Linked DNA regions of Pan troglodytes: region 2 is linked to region 1. Evidence: chromatin contacts called from public capture Hi-C data. All regions are on one chromosome and are shown on one strand. The core of a region is the stretch at or near the end of the contact, and the rest is flanking DNA. Distances in the headings are between cores, read along the strand shown. Region 1 overlaps BZW2 (basic leucine zipper and W2 domains 2). Region 2 has its middle 34 kb from the start of AGR3.

The links. Capture Hi-C pulls out chosen DNA fragments and counts their contacts.
Region 2: a capture Hi-C map of stem cell-derived neural stem cells shows a contact between it and region 1, with 4 times the contacts expected there. The contact joins two enhancer-like sites. A contact is called at or near these places in 3 of 7 Hi-C or Micro-C datasets (blood, induced pluripotent stem cells and stem cell-derived neural progenitor cells) and 1 of 1 other capture datasets (stem cell-derived neural stem cells).

The regions. Positions count from the first base shown.
Region 1 is chr6:22,493,182-22,500,269 of NHGRI_mPanTro3-v2.0_pri, reverse strand. BZW2 (basic leucine zipper and W2 domains 2) reads right to left here. Exons shown (of 12, transcript XM_518982.7): 9 at 5,737-5,883; 10 at 4,583-4,721. LOC134810410 (a long non-coding RNA gene) reads left to right here. Exons shown (of 4, transcript XR_010158351.1): 2 at 153-226; 3 at 1,936-2,046. Among named protein-coding and RNA genes, the nearest start is that of ANKMY2, 53 kb to the right of the region's middle. Within about 2 kb of position 4,424, at least 5 of the 24 cell types and tissues checked have an H3K27ac peak or open chromatin away from gene starts, as enhancers often do. A contact at or near this core is called in stem cell-derived neural progenitor cells and stem cell-derived neural stem cells, where this site is marked.
Region 2 is chr6:22,710,688-22,717,775 of NHGRI_mPanTro3-v2.0_pri, reverse strand. No RefSeq gene overlaps it. Among named protein-coding and RNA genes, the nearest start is that of AGR3, 34 kb to the right of the region's middle. Within about 2 kb of position 3,280, at least 5 of the 24 cell types and tissues checked have an H3K27ac peak or open chromatin away from gene starts, as enhancers often do. A contact at or near this core is called in stem cell-derived neural progenitor cells and stem cell-derived neural stem cells, where this site is marked.

The DNA of each region.
Region 1 (7,088 bases), core at 3,175-5,674:
AGAATTGTTTTTTTTCTCCACACCTTAATGAATTGAGGATGATACAAAGTACAGGTTGGAAAGCTGATGTAGACTGCAGTTTAGTGATACTATTTGTCTGAGCTTTCCTTTTGAAGGTTGAGAGCTCATTCCTGTGTTTTATTGCCCCACAGAGGCTGAAAGAGACCATGCAACTACTAAAATGCTTGTCAATGTCAGTGCTTGTGAAAAGCACACTAAATGATAGGTAAGACCTATCAAATGCCTTGTTTATTGCAAATCTTGTGCCTTGATATTCTTAAGTTACCATTAATTGAGAATATTTAATGTTAAGAATAGGAAGGAGAATTTAAAATAAGTCTACATATTAACGGGGCAATGTGGAGTTCTTAGAAGAACCCAGTGTAGTAACAACTACTTGCTGAAAGATCAAACTTCTAGTACCAGAGTATTAATTAAAAGCTACTGAAATATCTACACAGAGCACCATATGAGGCAAAGCATGAACATCGAAGAGTTTAAGAAGAAATTAAACTTCTATTTAGTGAAAGGAAAGGTCTGAAAAGGAAGGAACTCCTTGAGGGACAAAGAATTCAGACAATTTTTTCCCTCACTAAGGATAAAGTAGGGAAAAGAGTTAATTAAAACTGAGAAACCATTTTTGGTGGGATATTCCATAAATGCCTATTAGGAATATAGAATTAACAGTAAAAGACAGTAAGAAAGGAAGACATTGTATGATGGCACATAGAGACTGGAATATATGTTTTCCCCTTCTATCTGGCCAACTTCTTCATAATGTCTGGTGAGATACATGTACCTTGAGAGCCTTCACTTCTCCCCCTCCAAATTACCTTTAACAAGTTAGGTGCCCTCCCTCTGTGGTCCTATCCCTTCTGACACCCTCTGTGTGAGGCTTATTTCAGCAATTGACATGGTGAGTGTAATTCTTTGTTTTCTTCTACATCCTGAAATTCAGGAAGTCAGGGACTATATTTTGTTCATCTCATTTCCAGCATTTAATGAAAGACCTGCCCTATAGTATCGATTCAACACACGTTTAAGGAATAAATTTGTTAACTTGATGAGAAAAAATAAATATTTCTCAATTTGTAGAGTTCTAATGTATTCATGAGGATCGAAGAGACAATACTGTAAAAGTGGCTTGAGAACTGCTAAATTTTAGATCACGTTAGTTATTTAGAAACTTAGTCTGAAACTATGTCACTTGAAACTCTTGAAATTCAGAAATTTTTTTATTAGGAATGTCACATAGGGACACAAGTCAAAAATAATTTACCCTAAGAATGCTGGGAATATATGCTGAGAAGGGCACTCACCCTTTTTTAGAACTAGAATAAAAAACTCCTTTTAGAAAAATTTGCATGCAGGATAGAATTTAACCTAAAAAATTTCTGCAAACAAGAAAACCCATGATAGAGATAATAACAGTATTTGACAAGGTAGTTTTACACATTTTAGACGATGCTGAGTCTATGGGACTTATCTTCAGGGAAAAAAGAAGAGAAAATTATTTTTAAAAGTCAATAATGTGATGCTTGAAAGTTAGCAATGGATTTACTGTTTCTTACTACCTTAAAAATATGCAAATCTAGATTTTAATACAGAGAGTCTTTGCAAAATGACCCATCACCACTTTTTTCTTTGCTGACTAGCATTATTTAGTTTATTTGGTTTTATTCCACTGTTATTTATGTAAAAGATTTATAAATCTTTCAATAATGATATTCAATTAAGTAATTAGATTTGCCAAGGGGGACAAGGCTAATCATATGCCCAAGTTTCTGCTATCATCAAGTTCTGGACATGTTGGGAAAGGGGAGGTGTGTGTGTGTCCATGTATATGTTTGTGTGTGCTGTGTGTGTAAGAGAGAGATAAAAATGAAAATTAAAATGAAGCAACGGTTTCCATTACATTTTAAAAACTTGTTTTAGAGCACTACGTTCCTTATGACAAACAAAAGGAATCCACAGAAACTTGGTAAAAGAAGCAGAGAAGACACTATTCCCTATGTGTAAAATGTGGATATGTACATGAAATCAAAGGTAAGTATAATCTTGAACATGTCACTGGAGTTCATAGCATCTGTTGCTTCTTGAATGCTATACACTTTACACCAGTGATCCTGGTACAACAGTCAGAGCATCACCTTGGAAACTTGTTAAAATGAAAATTCTCAGGCCCAACCCTGGCCCTACTGAATCAGAATCTCTGGGGGAGCTGTGTTTTATAACAAGCTCTCTGGGTAATTCTTAGGCATATTAGGAAAGGAGTGCTTTAACACTCACTGTTTATTAAGTCTCTCTCTAGGCATATAAAACACGGAATGAGAGCATCCAAATCTTTACAGAAACAAATCAAATACATGTCTCCTGGTGCACAAGTGTTTGGTGGACAAAATAAGGTGAAAGTAAAAATCTGGCAAAAAAGAGACAAGACGGTAAACATAGTTAACACAGTAATGCTCTTAACGGTGGTATGGAACAATCATTCCTCAGGGATTGCATGTTCTCCAGAGAAAACATGGAATCATTTCCCTTAAGAAAACAGACTATATATATCATTCTGTGGAAAATTACAAAATTACCTAGAAAATGGTATTGAAAATGTTAGTTCAGTGATGTGTTTTAGGTTTACATTTTAAAAAAAGTTTCCCAATTTCATTTCCAAAAATAACTAAGGCAGAAATAAAATTGATGTTGACACTCACCCTTCCTGTGTTCCCTGGGGCCAGGTCATACTTGCCACAGACCTCACTAACTTTAGGTTATTTAAACGCTGATTACCTAGTTAATCAATGAGCCTAAGAGCTCATGCCTCTTCTTTTTACTTCCTAGTGCTTACTTCTTGAGTTATTTTATAATTTCAGGTCATACTGACCCTTAGCATCTGGGGCTGATGAAGAAGAAAAAACTCAAAGTAGCCAGTTTTACTACCTGTCAGTAGTTGTTATAAGAAGTCTAAAGGAAAAGGAGGTTGGCATTAGTGGTTAAAATGAGAAATCTGAAGGATTTTAATAGTTCATGTGCCACCCAGATGCCATTTCCCGTAACAATGGGTTTGCTGATTCTTTGTGATTTCATTACAATAATACGATAGGGTGCTCCTGAAGATGAGACTCCGACAACGATGTCTCAGTTAAAAAAAAAAATTGGTGAGAAACACTGGTTGGGTTATCTTTTATATGACAAGAAAGCAAACTATGTTCAGGTAACTAACTAGTTTACGAACAGTTTGGTTTTCTGTAGTGGAAAAAATTTACCACCCTCAAAACAAATGTGAAACCTGTCCCATAGGTCTCTCTGCCAGTTTTACAAATGGAGCCAGCTGTGGCCACAGAAGGTTGGGCCCCACTTCTCCTTCTTGGCTGCTGGGTACCATCTATGAATTGGTAACATGGCTTGCAGGTTTGGTTCTGATGGGTGGATCACTTTGGGTATCATTGGGTGGGGCCTAGTTTTAGGACACTGCTATCTTATGACTAAATCCAAGAAGACCCAACTCAGATCTGGTTGGAGAAAATACCAATTACTGACGTTCAAGTGGCAATGGGTGGCCATCATATTTTCCTCCTGACTATTATAATTGTTGCTGAATACCTTTGTGCCCTGAAAAAGTAAAATATCACCCAAACACTTGTGGACAAGATTCATTCATTTGAGGAATCTACGTGGCCAATAAAAATTCATTGTGAAATGCTATTAAGCATTTTTAAAAGAGCTATTATGTATCTAAAACCTTTATTTTCCAAATTCCCAAGATATAATTCAAAATAGACAAATTTAGGAACACATGAAAGGGAAAATAAACATTTGGCTGGTATTATTTTAACTTTTCTGATATGATATTTATGAACATAATAACATAAAATAAACATGTTATAATGTTCAAAATGTATCACTTCTTAAATGTTCCTTTTTCTCCCTCACAAAACTACATAAATGTAGGCCCAAAAAATAGCCTAGGACATTTCTGTATGCTGTAGGTATACAGATTGGGATCGGTTAAAACCTTTAGCATTCATATTTTAGTGCCAGTTGTCATGGCAACCTAATCCTTATAAATACAATGAAAAGACAGTAAATGTGAAAACCTAAAAATAGCCATTCCCTTGGAAAACAGGAGAATGGCTGGGCCAAGTAACTAAAATACAAAGTAAAAAGGCTAATTACTTCAGTAATTTTAAAGTCAGATTTATGGTACCTAAAAGGGTCTGAACATAATATATATATAGTATTTTGATAATCATTGTTATTAGAGCTAATCCTTACAATTCAAAAACAGGCTCAATTTTATATAATTACATTTTTTTTTCCACCAACCCCAAGAAACAATTACCAGTTCATCTGCCAATGAGAAGTGCCCAGGGGCCTAAGCAGGGTTTCCAAGGCAACGCATATACGGCGTGTATGCCTCCTCTCTCTACATGGTATGGTTGCCTCAATAAAACTTTCACAAATTAGCCTCTTGCTGTCCCTCTCTAAACAGAGCCCCATGACCTCCTCTGCCTCATTGCCTGCTCTGCCTCTCAAAGAGCTTCAGCAAAACACAGAAGCACAGCAGTGGCACGTGGATGGATACCTTTATAAAAGAGAACCACAATCTTCTGAAAGGCTTTCATGAAATGGATGTTGTCGTAGCAGTATTCCTGAACCTTCTGGAGGAGGATCAGCTCTGACTGGCCTTGGGAGCTGAACACGGCCAGCAGGGGAGCATATTGCTAGAACAGAAGTGGAGAGTAAAAGCCGTCACTTGCGTGGGAGGTACAGAGCCGACACTGCTGGAACCATAACAGTAACCTGGAGGGTTGCTTAGAAAAGACTGACTTTCAGGATTGACACCTTTTATCATCATATTGTGCCCAATGGGGTGAGGGGAACAGAACAGTAGGAACAAAGCAGTATAGTCGACCTGTGAGGGAACTGGGAAGAAGATTCACACTTTTTCAATGGCAGAGCCACAGTCCAATAATACAATGGATATTCTATGAGGATATGACCTCATTTTCGAAATATCCCTTAGACACAGCAGGCCAGCAATTATCTTTAATATAGGCAGATTCTCATATTTGGTCTCTTAGTGGGTACAGGGAAGGAATCTTGATGAGCTGCTGGGATAAAAAGCATTCATTTAGAAATATCCTTGACTTTCTGACACTGATGCATAGCCATTGTTTTTCTGAGACTTACTCAATTCAATACTTATCTCTTCCAAGGGGCCTTCCCTGATCAACGTAACATGGACAGTTTACTCACTGCTATGTTCTCATGAACGCTGGGTGCAAACTTGGAAAAAAATTAGGAAGTATATGTTTAGTCTGAGTCTAGGGTAATTGTAGTTGGAACCCATTTGTCATACTCTCAATTAAGACAAATTTGGGCCCGGTGTGGTGGCTCACGCCTGCAATCCAACACTTTGGGAGGCCAAGGCAGGAGGATAGCTTGAATGCAGGAGTTCAAGACCAGCCTGGGCAACACAGCGAGACTACATCTCTACCAAAAAATGAAGAAATTAGGCAGACGTGGTGGCACGTGCCTGTAGTCCTAGCTACCTGGGAGGCTGAGGAGGGAGGGTGGCTTGAGCCCAGGAGTTCAAAGTTGCAGTGAGCGCAGATCGTGCCACTGCACTCTAGCTGAGGCAAAAGAGTGAGACTCTGTCTCAAAAAAACAAACAAACAAACAAAAAAAGCTGCAGTTTGCCCTTGGCTGGGTCAGTTCCTTGCTAAGGGCTGTTACCTTCAGGTGCTTCAGAGCCTGCTCTGCAACAAGTTCTTCCTTCTTGTTCCACTCAACAGCGTTCATTATACATGTCCACAGAAGACCAATCACTGCTGTTTCTGGAAGATCATTCCTCTTCATTTCTTCTTTGACATAAAGCACCACCTACATTTCATGGAAATGGGGTCAGAAAGTAACAGGCAGATGGAGGGCTCCCATCTCCCCCCTAGCTGCTCAGTCAATCAAGGTTTTGGGGCAGCTAAGAAACAATCTGCTTAGCTTCTCCTTTCCTTGTCTGCATTCTCAGACTGGAAGAGGGAGAAAAACTATAATGATTTGTTCTCAAAGCAAATTTATTTTTAGTCCCAAAATTAATAGGCTTAGCTCTGGCCAGGAGCTGCTGGATAATGTGGAGTAAGAGAGGACTTTTGTTTCCTCATAGAGAAACCCCTTTGAGTCTAGTAGAGTAGGGATTTTGAGCCAGTATGACTTTTTGGAGATTTAAAGAAGGCAACAGAGTTGTGAACTTTTATCTCCATCCCTAAACTTTAAAACCTCTTGATGGATACCATCTTGGGTTTGTACAGGTCCATTCTCCACAATTTATTCTTCAATGATTACTTTTGATGATCCTTATGCCCCATCTCAGTGAAAAGTTAATTTGTAAATAAATTCTAAGTGCAAAGGCAATTTTTAAATTTCATATACATCAATTCAGCAGTATTCAGCAACTTATTTTCTCCTTTGAATTATGTATAAATATGCAAATTTATACTCAACCCTGAGAGTATGGAATATAGGCTCGCCTAAAATTTATTTGAAAGGCTTTTTCCTTTTAAAATAAAATAATAAATAGAGGTCTGGGCCTCAGAAGTGATTGAAAGTCATCGTCTATCTCCAGCATACTACTTTGTGAGTAGTAGTAACACCGTTTTTTCCTCCCTTTTCTTTTTTGCTGGAAACACATTGCTTTCTTGACTTCTGGCCTGGAGTGTAGAAATGCCAGCAGTGACTTGAGCAGCCTTCAAAAGCAGAAGGAGCTGGGCAGTCCCAGTCCCTGTGCTGGCTGGAGGAAGTCACGTAAAAGTGTGACATCCTGGCATCTACAAGCATCACAAGGCTTTTTATGTTTGCTTCTTTTCCCCATGGAAAATCATGTACAAATTCTTGCTTGGAGAAATATGATTGAATATACTGCTATCCTTAATACCATGAGACTTAAGAATATTTGTCATTCCAACACCTCCACCTGCTGGAGAGTATCAGTCCTACATTCTCCAGGCTTCAACCATGTGAGCTGCCATGCAGGGCTTGGAGCATGGAAGGAGGTGCGGGTCAGGCATTTTAGAGCACGTGGAAAAAAAAGAAAG
Region 2 (7,088 bases), core at 2,031-4,530, 220 kb before region 1:
ACTACAGGCGCCCACCACCACGCCCAGCTAATTTTTTGTATTTTTAATAGAGTTGGGGTTTCACCATGTTGGACAGGATGGTCTCAAACTCCTGGCCTCAAGGGATCCTCCCATCTCAGCCTCCCAAAGTGCTGGGATTACAGGCATGAGCCACCGTGCCCGGCCTGTTTTTAACAACTTTGAAGAGCCTAACCACGATTCTCTCCTCTCTAGTCTTATCCTTATAATGCTATTTTAAAAAATCATTGGGGGCAAAGAACTTGAATAAACATTTCTCCAAAGAAGATCTACAAATGGCCAACAAGCTCATCCAAAGATTATCAAGGTCACTGGGGAAATGCAAATCAAAACTACATGCAGAGACCACTTTATACCCACGAGGATGGTTATCCTCAAAAGAGCTTTGAGGAAAATGCAACAAAACTGGAACTCTCATACATTGCTGCTGGGAATGCAAAATAGGGTAGCCACCACAGAAAAGTTTGATGGTTCCTCAGTAAGTTAAACATAGAATTACCACATGACTCAGGAATTTCACTCCTGCATATACACCCCCAAAAATTAAATAACAGGTGTTCAAACAAAAACTTGTACACAAAAGTTCGCAGTGGCACTACTTACAATAGCCAAAAGATGGAGATAACTAAAGCATCTGTAGATGGATGAATAGATAAACAAATTTTAGTGTGTGTATATATATATATATATATATATATATATATATATATATATATACAATGGAATATTATTTGGCCATAAAAAAGGAAGAACTAATACAGGCTACAACATTAATGAACCTAGAAAGTATTACTCTTTGTGAAAGAAGACACAAAAGGCTACATAATGTATGATCCCATTTGTATGGAATATCCATAATAGGCAAATTCATCGGGACATAATGCAGATTCATGGCTGCCAGGGGTTGAGGGGGAAATGAGGAGTAAATGCTTAACGGGTGCAGGGTTTCTTTTTGGGGTAATGAAAATGTTCTGGAACTAGAGAGTGGTGATGGTTGTACAACATGTTGATGTACTAAATTCTACTGAATTGTACATTTTTTAATGGTTAAAATAGTGAATTTTATACGATGTGAATTTTACCACAATAAAAAAGATGATGGGAAATGTATTTCATGTGAGATCTTCCTTTATTTGCCACATGACTGATAGAGAATTTATTATATAACCATTTCAACTTATGGTTAGATATCCGAAATGCTGCGCTTGCCCCAAGTGGCTTTAGGGCTTGAGTTATCCCTTTGTTAGAAAGGGTACAATCTAGGGTGTATAACACACAGATACCTGTATGTGTTCTCAGTGTCACACTCAAAAGTTCTTTCATGTGGGCCTAAAACCTATAGATTGTTTTGTAAAATGGAGTAAAAAGCCAACCAATGTCGTGTCCTGATTAATCTGATACTGGGCTAAGCGAGAAAAACTATGCAACATTTAGAGTGATGTGAGTCTTTTATTTCAACATTTTAATGTGAGATCAAGATACCTTAAAATAAAGAAACTAATCCCTTGATAATAAGGGTTAGTCACTAAGTGGATTAAGAAGTTAATGATGACATCATTAGGGAATCATTTCTTTAAAGACAGTGACTGATACTTCAAAAGAATGTTATAGGTATTTGTCACCTAGCTCTTCAATAAAATTAAATTTCTCAGTTAAAGAAATGACAGATTGGCCCACCTTTGCTGAAAAAAGTAGAAAAGAACTCATAATTGTATTTCTTGCTTCTCAAAATATTCCAGAAGTGTTTTTATTTTCAACAGCAGGTGGCGCTGCCAACATAACTCTGAAATCTAAAAGCTGCCTGACCATTTTCTTCAAGCCCTTTATTATATAGGAAATATGGAATAATTCACTTTTTGAATCCACTTCATGCTTGAAATACATTTTACTATTCTTGGCATTAGTCGGGTATGTTTAAGGTTCTGAAATCCTAAGAAATTTAATTCAATTAACTCACGGAAACAGCTTTTAAAACATTACCTTCATTATTAACTAACATGGATAGGGTATTTTCTATGGGTAGGCACTTTACTACACCCTCACATCAGCTTTCTCTTTAATCCTGATAAATTTAAAGGGTATTATTTTCATTTTAAAAAGGAGAAAACAGGTAAGTTATGTTCTCTGCCCAACTCACACATCTCTGCAAGGAGTAGAACCAGGATCCATTGAGACCTGACTCCCTCCAAGGCCCACATCCTCAACCATGTCACCCCACATCACACATAGTGCCATAGTGCCCTAGGATTCCCAGCATTTTGGAAAGACATTCAAAGACAGGTTTACTAGATGAATATCAAGGTAGATAACCTGAAACCACTGAACACGCAGGTGGCCCTCATTCAAGCCATTTAGACAGCTAAGTTCATTTAACTCCTAAGCACCAGTTGTATTCAGAATTCAGTCAAAGCTTAAAACAAGTTTGACCTTATTTCTGTTTGGGAAAAGTTAAGAGTGAAAGGTGATATTCTATTGAGTCAAACTGTCTAGGACAAAGACTTTGCACAATATTCAGAAAGGCACCCTGAAACACAGAAATCATGCCAACTCCATTTACTGTGTGAAACAAAAGGAAGCTGAACTTCAGCAGCAAAGAAGGGAGAAAGAAATAGGTTATTTGCGTACTTGAAATTTGACCTTTCCATGATCAGATAGTCCTTTGCTGTTATGACACTATTCTGAGTAAACAGTTTGATATATAATGCAAAAGTTGAAGAAAAAGGAAGTACAGCACAGCATTAAGTATTCTAAATCTTTCTGATAGACACATCCTATGTAAGGATCTATAAAGGTTATCTGTTTTTAACAAATTTAACACTATATGAGAGTTTTTTCTTCTCTCTAAAAAAAATAATCATTAGCCATCTCACAAGTAAAGATAAATTGAGGACTGGTCAGAACCCACTGCTCCATTTTCTCATTCAGTCATTTGATACCATCACCCTCAGGAGGAGAAGGAACACTTCAAGCATGTGATGATGGTTTTAATAAATTCAATAAGATTTTATTCCCAGGCACTTAGGATCAACCGTCATGGACTGGACTAGACTATGTTGTTTCTCTGGCTTAATACAAAAACCAGAGTCCCTTTACTGGAAGCCACATCTGAACATTAGCCCTTGTCATTTTACCTTTTCCACAGCAAAACAGGACAGACGTAAGATGAGAGAAAGCTCTCTCAGGCATCCCCAGGACAGAGAGGCCTTCCTAAGCTCCTAAGCATGGCAGATCCCACAGGTCACATGGGAGGGAGCATAAGGACAAAAGCAACCCCAAGAGGCCCCAACACACAAAAGCATCGCTTCCAATTTATTCATTCTTCACACTGCGCTGCCCCCCGCCCAACTCCTAGCACCACGGCCCATCAGTTTTCTTCCCTTTAATACTATTTATGGTGTGTTGACTAAGCACAACTCATGTTGTATGCAAAAAACAACTTTATTTTTTGCTTCCTGTCACCTTTTAACATATATCCAGTGGGAGTAATCTTTCTTTGCCCCTGGATAAACAGCATGTCCCATGCTTTTTCTGCTCATTCTTAGGTACATACATTTCTACATACATTGAAAGTTGCCAACAGACTAATTTCAAAAAATAAAACTTTCAGTACCAAATATAAATCAAAACTACTTTGATTAAACAGCAAAACCTTCTCCCTTTTCTTGGCTCAGGCTGGCTTCAGGCTAAACCTACAATAGGAGAAAGAGGCACAGATGGATTCTTTTGTATTTCTCCTGCTTGTACTTTTCTCCCTTCTGTCTCCTTCCCTGTTTCCCAGCTGGTTTGTTCTTCCTCCTGAATGGAGTGAAGGGCTGGGTACAGGATGAGAAAGAGCAAAGCATTGAAATTAGATGAGAGATATCTTACCCGAAATGATAGCAAAGACAGCTTGCAACTATCTGGGTCTGGCAGAAGTAAGGATGACTCACTCTTGTAGACATACCGTCGTAGGCTCTTCATAGGGGTGCCCACTGGGGATTTCTCTTGTAAAGTTTCCTTGACTTGGGCAGATGCTTCTCCAGGCTGGGTGATCACTTGCAACTCCTTCCTTGACCCTTAAGTATTAGGCCTTTTCTTACAAGTTGCTGCTCCCCTATAGGCAGCACTCTTTGGATACAAATGTCCCTGCTGTAGGAGGGCAGGTCCTCAAGTGGCCTTTTTCGACCCATCTCTCCCCTCTCCAACTTGTAGTTCTCAGAATTACTATAGAATTTGTGCAGAATGCATTACCATAAGAAAAAAAGAAACAGGCTAGAATAGCCAGAGCTATGTTCCTTCTAGAACAGGATATTCGCAAAACTTGAGCTTAGGGAGCAAATGATACCCAAGGCGCAAAATACAAGATGATGTGCTTTGGGGGTCCCTCAGCTGCAGTACAATATGGGACACAAACAGACAAGACTCTATCCACACTGGAGAGCTTTCCTGAGCCCTGGGGGACCAGCTCACCATGGATCCTCGACTATGTGTTTTTGCTGTCTATCAGTGAATAATAAATTTGCTTTGCCTGACTTGTTGTGAAAGTTCTGTATCTCACTGTCCTCATGCGAATAGTAGAAAACCTTTGCATCTGCCAGTACATTCCACATCTAGACCACAAGAAACAACCATGCATTCCTCATCACTTGCAATAAGCCCTGGGGTAAGCAACTCTCCTGGCTTCACAATCAGCACTGAAAGCCCATCTAAATACTTTCTATTCATGAAGATACTAGGGTTCTAGTGTTGCAGAACAGGTTCTGGACCATTTTGTACCTGCAGGGTAGGGTGTATGTTACATCACACATTTTGTGACAATGCTTTAACCAGTTCTATAATTCCCAGTAGTAAGTAGTTATGGCTTCCTGGAAATTGCTGAAGTAACATATTGAAGACTGAAGCCACTGCGGTTTGCAGGCCCTTATGATTTTTATTTACTTCATAACGCATACCAGCATCTTGGGAATAATAGAAGGAGCATCTTAATTTCAGGTCAAATAATAGTCACTAAAGTCTACATAGGCTAAATACTTTATAATACTTCTCACAGATCTTCTTCCTCAATAATTTAACCCCCTAACAATCAGAATCTTAAAACAGGGACTTGAGAATTGTTGTACCTCAAAAATATCTTCTGGTGATCATAGAATGCTTAAAATGCTAACATAAATAGCGCAAGCCAATGAACACTTGAAAATAGCCAAGTGAGCCTAAGCCCACCAGGTCTCTTGATGAGCCACACAGTGCTCAGAGCCAGAGGGCTCCTCCCTGACATCTGACACCAACAGAGGCTGTGATCAGGGAGCAAGGTCCGCACAGTTATGAAACAGAGGAGTGATTGCGTTCATGTAGCATATTTACCATCACGGATCTAGATGCAGGGTATTGAGCCACATATACACAATGGCAGGGAATCTGTCATCCTAAAATATTAGGAAGAGGAAATTGAAGATTAAAAGAAGGACTGTATTTTTGCTGTTGCCATTTTTACAAGAAACCTTAGTTTTTCACAGTCTTTCATCTATAAACTTAAAGGAGCTTGGACTTGGAGAAATCTACTATCAAGCAATAAATAAAATCCTTTTACTTGTAGAAACATGGATGGAACTGAAGGACACTGTATTAAGCGAAATGAGCCAGGCACAGAAAGGCAAGCAAATATCATATGTTCTCATTCATATGAGAGAGCTGAAAGAGCTGATCTCATAGAAGCAGAGAGTAGAATGACAGTTACCAGAATCTGGGATGGTTACCAGAAACTGGGGAGGCAGAGGATAAAGAGGGGCTGGTTAATAGGTACAGAAATACAGTTAAAGAGAATGAATAAGATCTAGTGTTCTGTAGTATAGTAGGGTAGCTAACAATAACATTGTATATTTCAAAATAACTAGAAGAGTGAAATTGGCATGTTCCTAAAACAACAAAATGATTAATGTTTGAACTGATGGGTATTCCAATTACTCTGATTGATCATTACACATTGTATGCTTGTATCAAAATAACACATATACCCCCCATAAATACATACAACTCTTCTGTATCCATAAAAATTATTTTAAAAATTTTTAAAATAAATGAATCTTTTAAAAAATAAATAAAAGAGGAGGAAGCAGAGCAAGATGGCTGAATACAACTATCGACACAGGGAAACGCATCCTAAGAACCAAAAATCCAGTGAGCACTCACAGTACCTGGTTTTAACTTCATATCACTGAAACAGGCACTGAAGAAGCAGATAAAACAATCCTGAATCTCAGACGTGACCCCTTCCTCTCCCTCAGTAGCAGCAGCAGTGTGGTGTGGAGAGCTCTCTGGGTGCCGGGGGAAGAGAACACAGCAATTGTGAGGCACTGAACTCAGTGCTGTCCTGTCAGAGCACAAAGAAAAAACAGACCAATCTCAGCTGACACCCACAGAGGGAGCATTTAAACCAGTCCTAGCCAGAGGGGAATTGTTCACCCCAGGGGTCCAAACTTGAGTGCTGGCAAACCTCACCACTGAGGATCAAGGTGTGCTTGGTGTCTAAGTAAACTTGAAAGGCAGTCTAGGTCATAAGGACTGCAACCCTTAGGAGAGTCCTAGGCTGAACTAGGCCCAGAGACTATAGACTGTGGGAGCACGCGACATACTGAGACACCAGCTGGGTCAGCCAAGGAAGTGCTGGCATCATAGCCCCCCCAACCCTAGACTGCACAGCTCACAGCTCCAGAAGAGACCCCTTCCTTCCACTTGAGGAAAGGAGAAGGAAGACTGGAGATGACTTTGCCTTACATCTTAGATACCAGCTTAGCCACAACAGGATAGGATATTGGTCAGAGTCGTGAGGCCCCTTTTCCAGGGATCTCATACCCTAGGACAGAAGGGAACCCACTGCCTTGTAGGAAAGGACTTAGTGCTACCAGCATGCACCACCTGCTAACTGAAGAGCCCTTGGACCCTGAATAACCAACAGCGATACCCAGATAGTACATCAACTGCCACGGGTGAGCCTCTGGGACTTGCTGGCTTCATGTGAGACTCAGCACATTACCAGCTGTGGAGTTATGGGGCAAAACTCCCCCTGCTTGAGAAAAGCAGAGGGAAAAGTAAAT